2 separate regions of the Rattus norvegicus genome follow, and region 2 is linked to region 1. The links are chromatin contacts, called in public Hi-C maps. All regions are on one chromosome and are shown on one strand. Each heading gives the region's core, a stretch centred on a gene start, on an enhancer-like site or on the middle of the called end of the contact. The rest is flanking DNA. Distances are from core to core; before and after follow the strand shown. Region 1 holds the start of Ccbe1 (collagen and calcium binding EGF domains 1). Region 2 has its middle 73 kb from the start of Ccbe1.

Region 1 (6,985 bases), core at 3,521-6,020:
CTGAAACTGAAAGATAGCTCTTAGGGCAATGGGCTTAGTCTAGGGACACCTCATCCTATGCCAATAGCTCGAAGTACGTGGTGAGCTTAACATTTTACTTCCTTGAATTCTGTCTTGTTGCTGTGAAAGAGCCTCTACCTTAGAGCTAGCTCATTCTTCTTACTACAGTTCAGGGAGACCAGTGTGTGTGTGTTCCATTATTTTTAAATTAAAATTTATTTATTATTACCATGTCTCTGTGTGGGTGGGGGTCAGTAGACAACTTTGTGGAGTGGGTTCTCTCTTTGCACCTTTACGTGGGTTCTGGGGAACAAACTCAGATCTCCAGGCTTGAAGAGCAAATGCCTTTATCTCAAGAGCCATGTCATTTTCTCTTCAGCCCTGTCGTCTGTCTGTCTGTCTATCCATCCATCCATCCATCCACCCACCCACCTACCCAAATAGAATAGACTTTCTATCTATTGGTTTTTTTGAGATAGGGTTTCTCTGTGTGACAGTCCTAACTGACCTAGAACTCATTCTGTAAAACATGCTAGCCTTGACTCTCACAGAGCCTGCCTCCCAAGTGCTGGGATTACAGGCACGTGCCACCACCTCCCGGCCTCATTTTCATGAAAAATCAAATTTCTAAGTGTTTCCTTTCCTTGACTTTTATAACTAATCATGTAAAAATCCTGACTTGACTTTTTAGGGTCCACGAGCTGAGTTTTGATCTGGTGCAGTGCAGGGACCTCTGCACTAACAGTCCACTGGTCAGAATCTGTCCAGCTTCATTTTTCAGTCCTGATTTTTCCTTGCCTGAGCTTCTCTGAGGGGCTCTGGAGAATGCACATATAGAGTATGCACACACTGTTCACACGTCTATCCAACAGCGGTGATCCATCCTTTGTAGGAACGGATCTTCATTAGCAACTCTCCACTTCTAATTCTATGTTAGTTTTGCTCTCATTAGATGTTGGAATTCTTAAAAACTGACTACCACGGCTTCCATTCAAAGAGTGTGCTCTGCCTAGCTTTCCTTTTCCCTCCCTGCCCCCATGTTTAGAGCACAGGCCTCTTTATTCTACAGCCAATTACCTCACTGACTCCCAGGACACTTTCAGCCTTGCTGCTAAGATACCTGTTCCTCCTGAACCGACACAGTGTCAAGCTCCCTCACGGCCCAGCCCCCTTAGGATATGGTAAATTGTATAACTCTTCCCTCTCTGGTTTATTTCAGGGCAGTTGACAGGTCTGTATGGAAACACTGCCAAATGTGTACTAAAAGAAGCAAGCACACAGTTTTCTCCAAGGTATGTGAGGTCCCTACCATTAATCTCCACTACACTCCTGGGTAAGAGACTATGGGCAAGTTCTCTCATGCCAGCTGTTTGGGGCAGATCAGCGGGACAAGCCTGAGTTGTGCAGTTGTGTAGGAAGAGTATGCATCTGAGGAGCAAAAACCTAGAACTCCTGAGCTTCCTGCCATTAGCAAACTCAGTCCTGAAAACCTCCAGGCAGACAGCAGTCTGCACAAAGGCAGGCTTGACTTTGGTGGGACAGGTCTACTTTTCACAGATTGCTATTCATATATGGCTGTCCCTATGCTCCCTTCCCCGAGCCCAGCACACCAAGCCAGACAAGTTTCAGGCCTGCAGGGGAACAGTGTTTGAACGGTCTTAGCTACAGCTCTTGAAGAAATGTTCTGACTACGTACCATGACATTCTTCCCCAGGCCAATGTGGATGGCCTGTGTGCTTGGCTGGCATCTTCTCAAGGCCCTCGCCCTCACAGATGCCGAGTGGAGGGGCCAAGAGCTGGTATCAGCACAGGCTCTGACACTAGCTTAGCACATACAGGTGACATACATTCTCCTTTGGCCCTTTCTTTGTTTATTGTTGTTATTGTTCTGATTTCTATATTTGAGACAAGAGTTTCACTCTGCGGGTAGCCCAGGCTACTCTGGAACTGACTATATAGCCCAGGCTGACCTCAAACTCTCTAGCCTTCTGCCTTAGCTTCCCAAGGTCAGAGGTTATGTGCGTGCACCACCTGCCTTTGTCTTCTTGGCGTTCATTGCCTTCCTTGAAAAGCAGCTTACCTTACAGATGGCTTAGAAAGTGCCATCGAAGACAGCCGATGACTATTCTCCTACATCACAGTCTACTGCTTGTAGGATGACATCTGTGACGCTGTAGTGGAAATATAAAAGAGGCATTGGTAAGAAAAATCAAAATGTAACCCCTACCTGCAGCTTGGCTCTCTTCCTTCCAGGACGGTATCCAACACCTCTGTGGCCCAGTTTGAGCTGATCCAGTGTGTCATAAGCTCAGGATGGGTTCATTTTTCATGTGTGCATCAAGGTCTAGCCTCAAGAACCCAAATAATGGGGCTGGAGAGATGGCTCAGTGGTTAAGAGCACTGACTGATCTTCTAGAGGTCCTGAGTTCAATTCCCAGCAATCACATGGTGGCTCACAACCATCTGTAATGGGATCTGATGCCCTCTTCTGGTGTGTCTGAAGACGGCTACAGTGAACTCATAAAATACATAAAATAAACAAATAATTCTGAAAACAAAGGAGAACCCTAATAACTTGTACATAGGCTCCTATCTGTCTAGAAACTTAAAAGAAAAACCCTGAAAAGGTAAAAAAAAAAAATCTGTCTGTGCGATGAATAACTTGCGCTAAAAGATGAGGAGTTAATGTCCAGAGAATAGTCAAGAGATGTTTTACGTGACTCACTTAGTCGTAATACCTCTAAAGACACAGTCCTGCAACTTCCCAGGGTACAGACCAGAAAGCATGGTTTAACAATGCTAACTGGGACCTCTCACCTACAAACTGCTACCTGGGTTTGAATCCAGGTAGTGATCCTGGGAAAGTTATTGTCAAGTTCTGCAGGATGCGCCAGTGGCCCCTGAACAAGCTGAAAATGCTTGTGTCTGTGAACAAGCAGCATCACTGGACTTTACTGCTAAGGGTTCTTCCTGTTCGCCATTCCTGTGAATGCTTGGTGGGAAGAAAGCCTTCCTGGATAAAGTGACAAGCAAGGTGCATAGGGATGTCGTTGTGAGGCTCAGATAAGACTGTGACTGTCAAAGCCCCCGAGGGACACAAAACGTTCAACAGAGGAATTCGGATGTCACCACCACTAAAATGACAGTGTGTAGGTGCTACATGTATATTTCTCACCAGATCAGACTAGTATATAACTCAAAACATCTATTTACCTGGCCAATGGGCACACCTGTGGGTTCCTTCTCCTTGAAGCCTGGAGCTACAGAACCGATTAAAGTTGGTCACTCCTCATTTAACTTCCTACTTTTCTTACTTGTTTTTGGGCCACGACTTTCTTCGCTTTGTGGTTCGCACTTCTGTCATGAATTTCTCTTTGACAAGGACTGAAGAGGACATCGCAACAACCTTAAAACACTATTGGAGTCCCTTTCTTTTTAGTGTTATGGTAAACAAGATGTCATGAACTAGCTGGTGGATGGTCCCGTGGTTCGCACATCTTCCGTGTCTCTCATGAAGTGCCAGGTGATTTTCCTGATGACCACGACTCCAGGACCTAGGTGTCTTCAATGATCCCCCAAGGTATTTTCAGCTCTGATGTTGTGTGCTGCTAGGGAAAGGTCAGGAAAGCAAGCAGATAGATAAGGAAGGAGGCCACAGGTAAGCAACCAGAGGGCAAACTCCTGGCTCCTTTGTCACCCAGAATTAAGATCCACCCCCACCATGACAAGGACGCCCTTCTGGCTGACCTGGGCATCCTTTTTTTTTTTAGTTTGGATGAAGCCACAAGCCTGTCAACTCCCTTTAAGTCAGCCAATCAGAAATGATGGGAGGAAAACAAGACTCACCCCCACCCCAACCTACAGGTTCTGACAATCCGCACTTGTGGAGAGTCCTCTGCATGTGTGTGAGTGCTTCTTCCCTTGTCACAGCGATCGCTGTGCCTGAGACTCTTCCTGACTTGTTCGTCCTTTAACTGGCTGTGAAAAGGAACCCCCTACTAGGTACCAGTTAGGTACAGGCACCTGGGTTCAAAACCCTCAGCTGGGAATTTCTCACTTGTCCTGAACTGCAGTTACCAAGAAAATCGCGGCACAAAGGGTTGTGGACGAGTGAAACGACCTAATTTCCTCTAAAAGGGAACGAAGATTCTACACTTTCCTGATTGGGTTATGTCACGTTTGGAAGGGCGATACAGGAGACCCCCTCTAACCGCTGCTCACCCTTTCATATTCTAAGCGAGAACCCGGACAGAGGAAAAGCACTTGCGAGCGAAAAGGCAAACATTGGCTTGACCCTTCGCTGTGGAAGTTAACTGACAACAGGAAGGAAGCTATTAACCCCGCTCCTCTCCTCCTCTCGCCCTGGTGACAGCCAGCAACTCCTCCTCCCAGGCTGAGACCTTGGAATAAAAATGCAAAGGAGCGCCTGGCTGCCTCAACTCCGCGCTTCTCTCCCAGGGGTGGAAGAGAGGAGGGCGCAGCCTGAAGCCAAGTTCAGCCTGTTTGTTACTCGAATCTGATTGTCCAGAAGAGATTTCCCGGGACTCCGGCATCCTCCCTCTGGCCGCGCAAGGCAGACACCCCTTTGACAAGCTTGGTTCACCCCCTCTCACCCCAAGTTTGAAGGGGGCCCGCAGGTGGTGCAAGCGCCCCAGCTCTCCGGCGCCCTCTGCTGGCGAGAGGGGAAGGCGGCTGCGGCCGCGGAGCCTCCCCGGGCACAGCGCAGGGAGAGAGCTCGGGTGCCGAGAAGAAGCCGGCGAGCTTCCCCGATGGTGCCGCCGCTTCCTCTGAGCCGGGGAGGAGCAGTCAAGGGGCAGCTGGGCAAGAGCCTGGGGCCGCTGCTGCTACTCCTGGCGCTGGGACACACGTGGACCTTCCGAGAGGAACCCGAGGACCGAGACAGGTAAGGCGCCACCTGCCCTAGAGGGAGGACGTGCTGGGTGCGATCAGGACTGGCTGGCGGGGTGCAGACGGTCTCAGGTGGCGGATCCACAGGTCCCAGTTCGCTGAGCCACTGGCGGAGAGGTGAGCTGTTTCAGGTGACTTCCATCTCTTGCGGGAACCGCCTCAGCGCCCCGAGCTGTGAGTGGGGAAGCCGGATACCCTCTGTCCTGTTCCCGCCGCGCTTGATGTGAACTTTCGTTGGTTTTTCTTGTCGCTTGGTAGTGGGATCGCCCGGTGCCCGCTGTCCTGTCTCCGCCCGGGACCAGGGACCAGTAGCAGCCTTTGCGTCTAGACGCAGAGCCCAGAGCGTACTGCTCTGCTCTCTCCCCGCGACCTTAACGGAGTTTCCTCTTCAACTTTTTTTCCTCCTCCCTTAGAGAAGTGTGCTCGGAAAACAAGATCACCACGACCAAATACCCGTGTCTGAAGTCTTCAGGCGAGCTCACCACGTGCTTCAGGTAAAGTTGGGGCTCTGAGAAGTCTAGAGGGACAGGCGTCGCTGTCAAGCAGGGCTTTGGAAGGGCGCTAATGGAGCCAGGGCTGTGTGTGCCCGTGTCAGGGTGGTACTGGGGTGGTGCGCTCCCTCAGTGCGAACAGTTGTGCTCCTGGGCTGGGAGCAAAGCTGAGCAACTGAGTTTGCAGCCAGTAAGTGCCTGAGATTTGAGAACCTGTACTGTTTTGGTTCTGCGAAAAGCTTGCAAGGTAGAGGTTGGAGTGAAAAACTTTGCAAGTTGATGAGAGCGGCTTGAACTGTGGGTGTAAACTTGGCGAAGAGGAATGCCTTGCTGCTCATTTGCGTTTTGTTTTGAAAATATTGTCAGCAACAAGGAAATACTTGGCACTTGGCTTGCTTTTGACCTTGTGTTGGGACAGAGTGTACCACTGTCACGGTCTCTCTAGGCAAAGTTGTAACCGGGAGGATTGTGGGTAGATGGGGTGGTTGCTTTGAGTGAAAACAAACGTCAAGATTGTTGAAACTCATGGTCTTTAAAAAAAAAAAAAAAAGATCACGGGTTTACCTGGGAGAGTGGCAGCCACTGTTAAAATTAAACATGCACAGGCCCAGGTGATTCCTTGTGCAAGCCCGGAGTTAAAACAGGTGGATCCTATCCCCAAAGGAGAGGACGATGCTCCGTTGTTTTCCCCCTTTTGGGAGCTAACAATTGATTTTTGAATGATTGAATTCCGAACTTCTGCTCCGTTCTCCCACAGAATTGAGGTGGCACACATATCCCTAAATGTCTGTTGCTTGTCTGAGTTTTTAAGATGCTGTGCAAGGCATCGGGTTAAGGCACTTAGAGCGGACTGAGAAGCTACTTGGGCGCTACAAAGTAAAACAAATCCCAGTGTGTCTTCACTATGCTGCGGCCAACCAGCGAATCACAACGCTTTCTGTATAGGAAACTGGAAACTTTCTTCCTTACTCCCAAGGCTCGGGTGTGAGTTGCTTCCAGAGCAGATCAGTGGGATTTATGGAAGCACTGTTAGTTGAAGTGTGCTTTTAGAGCAGCCACTGGAAGCTAGGATGGATTGACATTAGCTGCTTCACCTATGCGAGCTCCAGATGAGGGCTCCCTGCCCCTGCACGTGATGGTTAGAGTTGAATGGTAGTCTAAACGTGAGGGACATGTTCAACTGGCAGATGGAGACTTAGAGGTGCACGGGGTGAGCAAGGTCATCCAGCTGGTAAAATGGCTTAGTACTGGCTGCAGGGCTACTTGCCTGGGTCTGGTCGTGTGTTTCATCCACGTGGCCACAGTATTTCCTAGGACATGTTGTTTTCCTATCACTGCTGTATAAAACTGCTAATTTAACATGGAGCGTGTCCCTTAGATGGTTCGCTCATCTGTTCAGTCCTGAAAGGTCAGATGTCACATAAATCAGTGACGGTTACAGAACTTGTGTCAAGCTTTTAGAAACCACCAGTGCCTGATTATTCTATTTGTTACGCTCCCTTGGCTAACGTTTCCAGGTTTCTTAAAGTAGTGTGGTATCTCGATTACCCTAGCTCACTCAGAGGCATTAACGCGCGTGTCTCAGC
Region 2 (7,016 bases), core at 3,681-6,180, 72 kb before region 1:
GTAATGAGATCCGATGCCCTCTTCTGGTGTGTCTGAAGACAACAACAGTGTCCTCATTCATATACGTAAGATAAATAAATCTTAAAACACACAAAAAACAATTGTACTGCCATCTTATGTAGCTACAGTTCAGATATCTGGTTCAGCATTCAATCCAAGAGCTGCAAGTCTATTAAATCCACAGTTGACATTTCAATGGTGTGGCCACAGTTTCCTTCATGTGTAGATTTTATTTTTTTCTTTTTTAGATGGTTTTGAGTATCTCAGACTTGTCTTATATTTGCCACGTGGCCAAGGACAACTCTGAAATTCTGGTCTTCCTGCCTCTGCTTCCTCGGGTGCTGGGATCACAGGTGTATACAAGCTTGTCTAGGCGAGGCAGGGCTGGGGCTGGAACCCAGGATTTCGAGCCTACCAGGCAGGCTCTCCACCCAGTGGGCCACAGCCTCCTCAGTGCCTTCTGAGGTGGAACACCCCACTTCCCAGCTCAGCATCATTTTGTGTGTTGTCTCCTTGCTCTGTGAAGGTTTCCAAGCCAGCTTTCGTTCTTTACAACCCTGACATGTTAAAGAACCCTGACTTGCATATGGTCAGCTGTTAATGCTAACCACCAGGAGACAGAGGCAAGAAGACAGCCACACAGACAACCCCGGCCTGGTCTCCATAGTTTCAGGCTGACAGGATTCCATAGGAAGACCTGTGTTAAAATAGCAAACCATAAAACCCCCACCCCCACCCCCATCCCCACCTCAACCCCAGGCCACTATTTTATATGTAGTTCCTCAATGTGAAATGTTTTATTACTTTTTTCTTCCCCACTTCCTCCAGCTCCCCCTTCAATGTGGATTTTTTCCTCTGTTTCCCATAATTATATATATAATTATAATATATATTAATATAATATAATATGGTATTATATTAATATATATATAATTATGTTGGGCATATATATGGCAATCTTCCATAAGAAGCCAGAAATTCTTCAATGTCTCCCGTTTCATTCTGAGGAAAACCTCACGCTAGGGGACCCATCTCCCTGTCTTTGCAGTTTCCCTTTTTTGCAGTGTATTTACTGTTTGCTGCCCCAGACCCTTTGCATGTGCTCTTTCCTCACATTGTATTGTTACCTCTTGAGCTAGGATCTTCTGTAACACAGGCTGGCCTTGAATTCTCTGTGTAGCTTACATGACTTTGAACTGATGCCCTTTCCTGCTTCTGTAATCCCTAGCGCTGGGATTACAGGTATGTGCTGCCATGCCCAGTTTATGTGGTGCTGGGTTCAAACCCAGAGTTTGATGCGTGCCCCCTGCGTGGTCTACCAGGCCTACATCCCCGTTCAGGCACATATATTTGTGTTATTACCTCACGTTATACACGTCACAAACAGTTGCTAAACTCAGATCCGACCCGCAGTCCCATCCAAACTTCTGAAAACCTCTTTTTCCTGCCCTTTATCCCCAGAGTGTGTATGTGTGTGTGTGATCCTTTGTTAGCGCTAACCTGGGATTGAGGCTTGCTGAGAGCCCTGATGATGTTATTTTAGGGGAGGGTGCCACCTAGTGGTAATGAGGACAGCCTTCGCGCTAAATGTTATTGCTAGCGCAAGGAACTCCAAGAAAGAACAACAAAAGCCCGCCCGGTTCTAGATTCTCATCCGTGTCTTCCAGAACCCGCTGAGATCCCTGCTGGTGTCGACACGGTCACTGACGGTTCAGATTATGCCAAGATTTGAGTTTCTACCATGTACATAAGGACCGGAAGAGGAAAAGCTGGCCCGATTTGAGAATAGCGAGGTATGCCAGACAGCTGAAGCTCAGAAGTTCAAGGATCAGAAATTCAAGGTCACCTTGAGGTGTCCTGAGAGTTCAAGGCCAGATTGAGATTCATGAAAGTGAATAAAAATAAAAATATTAAAATGTAAATATATCTTTTAAGAAGTTGATTTATGCCGGGCAGTGGTGTCGAATGCCTTTAATAGCACGCAGCACTTGGGAGGCAGAGGCAGATGGATCTCTGTGAGTTTGAAGACAGCTTGCTCTACAGGTGGGTTCCAGGATATCCAGGGCTACACAGAGAAACACTGACTAGAAGAGAGAGAGAGAGAGAGAGAGAGAGAGAGAGAGAGAGAGAGAGAGAGAGAGAGAGAGAGAGAGAGAGAGAAAACTAAGAAAGGAAGAAACTAAGAAAGAAAAAAAGAAAGAAAGAAAGAAACAGACAAACAAACAAACGAAGAAAGGCTGATTTAGCGCTTTAAGTGAAATCAACGTGTCATTCCATCAAGGATTAATTTAGAATTAGTGATGTCACTAAGTGTGCTCAGTTGCGTGAGAGATTGGTAAATTCTGCTATTTATCATGCTCTTAAAATATTAAAATATAAATATGTTCTGGCTAGTCATAGTGCTCATATCTTTTATGTGGGAGGCAAGGGCAGGTGGATCACTGTGAATTCAATGCCAGTGAGTTCCAGGATAGCCAGGGCTCCCTACAGTGACCCTTTCTCAAAAAATAAGCAAACAAAAAAACCCTTCAAGATAATATATATGTCTGAGTGTATTTACATCTGTTAATGTATAAATACTGAAACATTATCTAAAAGCAAGCTTTTAAAAATGAAAGACAAATGGATATGTTAATCATTATCACGTATTTCAAAAAATTGCATTCCAGTGAGCTGGGCAAAATTACTTCATCAGCTTTTTCAGTATCTAATAATAGCAAAAACCAAGCTTAACTCAGGATCTCAAACTTCTTTTAAACTTGTCTCATCATGTGTGACTTTCTCCTCTGCAGGCTGTATCCCGTTTTCCTACCAGATGGTTGATCTGTAAACTTGTATGGCTCTTTATTGACTGCTTAGTTTGTCCTTTGAGACAGGAGATGCAGGTTTTCTCCTGTGTGTGATGTATATTTTGACTTTGCTTGTGATGGATTTCACCAGGCAAAGTTTCCTTTTCTTTCTTTCCCTCTCCTCTCCTCTCCTCTCCTCTCCTCTCCTCTCCTCTCCTCTCCTCTCCTCTCCCATTCCTTCCCTTCCTCTCCTCTCCCCTCCTCTCCTCTTTCCTCCCCTCCCTTCCCCTCCTCTTCTCTTCTTTCTTTTCCTCTCCACTCTTCTCCCTTCCCTTCCCCTCCCCTCTCTTTCCCTCCTCTTCTCTTTTCCCTCCCTCCCTTCCTTCCTTCCTTCCTTCCTTCCTTCCTCCCTCCCTCCCTCCCTCCCTTCCTTCCTTCCTTCCTTCCTTCCTTCCTCCTTTCCTTCCTTCCTTCCTCCCTTCCTTCCTTCCTTCCTTCCTTCCTTCCTTCCTTCCTTTTGCATCAGGCATTGCATACTACACAGGCACTGTACTCATGAACTTCCAGTCCCAAATGTTCTTGTTATTTGAGTTTTTGTGTTACAGCTTTGAGAGGCTACAGGAGAAAACTATAGCAAAATTGTTGATAGCACTTTCATAGTCCTTACATCAACATTTGATTCATCCCATGTTTGGGATATTCTCGCTTTACTTCTTCCTGAATTATTTCCGTATTCGTCATTCAGTAATATTCTTTCCCCAACTGACTTAAAATACTGCTTTACGATGCATTATTTCGGTCTTTGAGGTAGTAGCCTGTTCATGTAATATGCAGGATGGAGGGAATTTTAAATGGTGTGTGTGTGTGTGTGTGTGTGTGTGTTATGAGCCTGTATGTGTGTCTGTGTGTGTCTATGTGTCAGAGAGAGAGAGAGAGAGAGAGAGAGAGAGAGAGACAGAGAGAGAGAGAGACAGAGAGACAGAGAGAGAAAGACAGAAACAGAGACATAGACAGAGAGACAAAGACAGAGACAAAGGCTAAGAACTGAGCTGACAGACACATTGGTTCTTACTAAGGAAGTACTTGACATATAAGGTTTTGTCCTCAGCTCCTTCTTTCCTATAATAACTTATTTTTTTCACTTTACATACTGATCACAGTGCCCTCCCTCCTCTCCTTCCAGTCCTTACAAATCCCTCCCCCATCGCACCTGCTCCTTCCGAGAAGAGGGAGAGTCCCCCTTGGGTACTGCCCCACCCTGGGACATCTAGTCCCAGCAGGACCAGGCACATCCTTTCCCTCTGAGGCCCCACCAGGCAATCCAATGGCAGGCAACAGAGACTTAGACAGCCCCACTCTACTTGTTAGGAGACACACATGAAGATCAAGCTGTACATTTGCTACAAATGTGTAAGGGTCTAGGCCCAGCTCCTGCATGCTCCTGCTTGGTGGCCCAGTCTCTGTGAGCTACCTTGAGCCCAGGTTAGTTCTGTAGATCTTCTTGTGGTGCCCTTGACCCCTCCAGCTTGTTCAATTCTATCTCCCAATCTTCCACAAGACTTCCCAAGCTCTGCCTGATGTTTGGCTGTGGGTCTTTGTATCTGTGCCCAACCACTGCTGGATGAAGTCTCTCAGGAGAAAGTTATACTAGGCTTCTGTCTGTCTGCAAGCATAGCAGAGTATCAATAGTATCAGGGTTTTTTTCTCTCTCTCTCACATGGGATGGGTCTCAAGTTGGGTATCCTCAGCTCTCTCCCTGGAGGGTACCATCCCTCCAGGATATAGTAGCTATGTTCTTTTCTGATGGTAGGAGATGGACCAAATGACTTCTTAGAGTTCCCTGTAGCTCTGACATTAGAATATCTACACTGGCTAGAACAACTGGAGTTCCTACCAATGGCAAGAGTCTGCACCTTACAGTCAACTAACTCAGTTAACTTGTAACAACTGAACATTCCAGACCGTCTCCATTGGAAGCTGCCATCGTTGTCCATATCCAGAGCCCAGCAACTGCGTGTTTCCTCACTTCCTGCCGGGAGGGCAGAGCTGATGCACGCGCTTCCTTTAGCATGGAGGCGGTTAACCCTTCCTGAAGCTCGGCGGTTCTAGACCAGATCCTGTCTGTCGAGAAGACGTGTTGATGTTATAGTGTCCACTGGCACGTGTAAAAGCGACCTGCCCTATTCTTTACTGAATATTACGTTACAAAACACAACTGTCGGTAGGGCTGATTTGCATTGGCATGGGGTCCCCTGGCCTGCTGTGGCACGTCAGTCTCTGATATGTGAACTCTCACTTAGCAAAAGTCACACCATGGGTTTCCAGGAAAGATTAGGAGAAGGTGCTGATGTCTTTGGGAACACACTTTCTTGTTTATGATCTTCAAGTCAGGGTATCTTCTGCTATGGTGGGGAGGATTGGTCCTCTGGATCTATGTGAAGAAGATGCTTTTTAGGCAATGCCTTTCTTCACAAAGCTCAGGATGGAGGAAAATGCCACCGTTAGATGTCCACGAGCTTTTTCGATTATGAGCGAATGATTTGTTTCTCACCATATTAAAGGGAAAAAATGGCCTTTCTCTCTTGAATATTTGCAGAAAGTAGAGGAAATGTGAAGTTAATGGATCAAAGGAGGTTTGGACAGTAAAATGAACAAATCCCCTCGCTTTCCAAAAGCGGGTTTAAACATTTCACTAGAAACTCTTCCCAAAGTTTATAAATAGTGTCTAACTCCATTCCAGCATCAACCTTGGCCAAACGCCTCCAGCTTTATGACCACGCTGTGGTTGTGGCCAAGGGGGTTTGGAATGGAAACTTTCTTCATCTGCCCTGATTGCTGTTTCCTTCTGTGGCCACAATATTTGTCAGGGCCATGGGATTACTCAATCAATTGAACATTTATTATAACCAGACAACCAATGGGAAAATTAGACTCGGATGATATTGAATTCCATACTCTAGGGTTAGGTGGATCTGTCTTTTAAGGCAACTGAAATCGCTAATACTTGTCTTTGTTCTGGAGCTTAGAGAAGAATCCATTTGGCTCGAAAAGTTCAAGCCAATATGCCCATGACATTTGCAAATACAACGCTCATATACTCAGTTACCTGCTCTCATATCTGTTTGTAAATATTTCCTCTTCATTTTAGCTCTTTGTTTTTCTTTAAATGTCAACAATGCCAGAGACAATCGTTTGAAACTGGAAACCCGGAGAATTAAATGTCAGGCTCTAACTTTTTGTTCGAACTGGGAGGTTCTATTAGAGCAGAGCCTGCAAGCTTAACAGAAATAGTGTGTGTGTGTGTGTGTGTGTGTGTGTGTGTGTGTGTGTGTGTGTGTTGGGGAAAGCACACGCAGGTTTATTAAATGGGTTATGTAGTCACTAGCGTTGTTTGCCAATATTTTCATGTCTACTGGAGACATTGATTTTACCCTTTCATCCACTTGAATTTAAATGTGGCCACATGACTTGTTTCAGCCAATGGGATGTGAACGGAAATTGTCTGAACCACTTTGGGAGAGAGGTGTACTTTTTATCTGTTCTCTTCCCACGACGACGATGGCTGATATTCCTTGTTGGTTCAGATTCCATCGTCTTGGGCCCCTGAGTAAAGCTAATATAAACTGTCCTCCACTGACCCAAACATAGCAAAAGCAGGCAAGAATTTCCCCTAAGCTACTGAGATCCCAAGTTTTCCCCCCAACTCTCTGTATTTTGAATAACAGGGATATTGGTAAATTCATTCTATAGAAGTGGGCTGCTCTGTTGGCAGCCAGGCAGGAGTCAGGAAGGAGGGTGGTAGAAAGAAATGGGGCCAGCAGGACTTTATAATCAATTAGGTTGTATGCCTGCCTTTCAGGGAAGAGATTGGGGAAGAGGGTTTTAATTAATAACATGTGCTATCTGTTGATGGCTGTTTTGAAAGAAGCTGCAAGAAAAAAAGGCAAGTCTCAAAGGGAATTGACTCCCTTTAAGTAGGAAAGTAAGAAAATAGAGTTCATGGGCATTTAGGTCTAAAAGAAGATTTGATCCTGAATAGCAGAGGTAGGGGTCGATGAAAAGCCAGCCGCCTCACATCAGGGGACAAATTAGAGAACACATCATCTCATACCTAATGTTAAAACCCATGGCAGAATTAAGATGACTGTGAATAGCAGTTAATAGTGGGGTGTTCAAAAAGATGGCCCACGATAACAGGATACTCTTATTAAAGACATTGCTTCAGAG

What was found. A called contact is a pair of places that touch in the nucleus more often than the background predicts.
Region 2: a contact with region 1 is called in a Hi-C map of the Rat2 cell line, with 4 times the contacts expected there. The contact joins the enhancer-like site here to the promoter of Ccbe1 in region 1. A contact is called at or near these places in 3 of 12 Hi-C or Micro-C datasets (the Rat2 cell line, Schwann cells and kidney).

What each region holds. Positions count from the first base shown.
Region 1 is chr18:62,091,661-62,098,645 of GRCr8, reverse strand. Ccbe1 (collagen and calcium binding EGF domains 1) reads left to right here and starts at 4,770. Exons shown (of 11, transcript XM_017601124.3): 1 at 4,770-4,903; 2 at 5,322-5,402. The coding sequence starts at 4,770. LOC108348805 (a long non-coding RNA gene) reads right to left here and starts at 4,751. Exons shown (of 4, transcript XR_005496443.2): 1 at 4,614-4,751; 2 at 3,214-3,605; 3 at 2,081-2,171.
Region 2 is chr18:62,163,720-62,170,735 of GRCr8, reverse strand. No RefSeq gene overlaps it. Among named protein-coding and RNA genes, the nearest start is that of Ccbe1, 73 kb to the right of the region's middle. Within about 2 kb of position 4,930, at least 1 of the 93 cell types and tissues checked has an H3K27ac peak or open chromatin away from gene starts, as enhancers often do.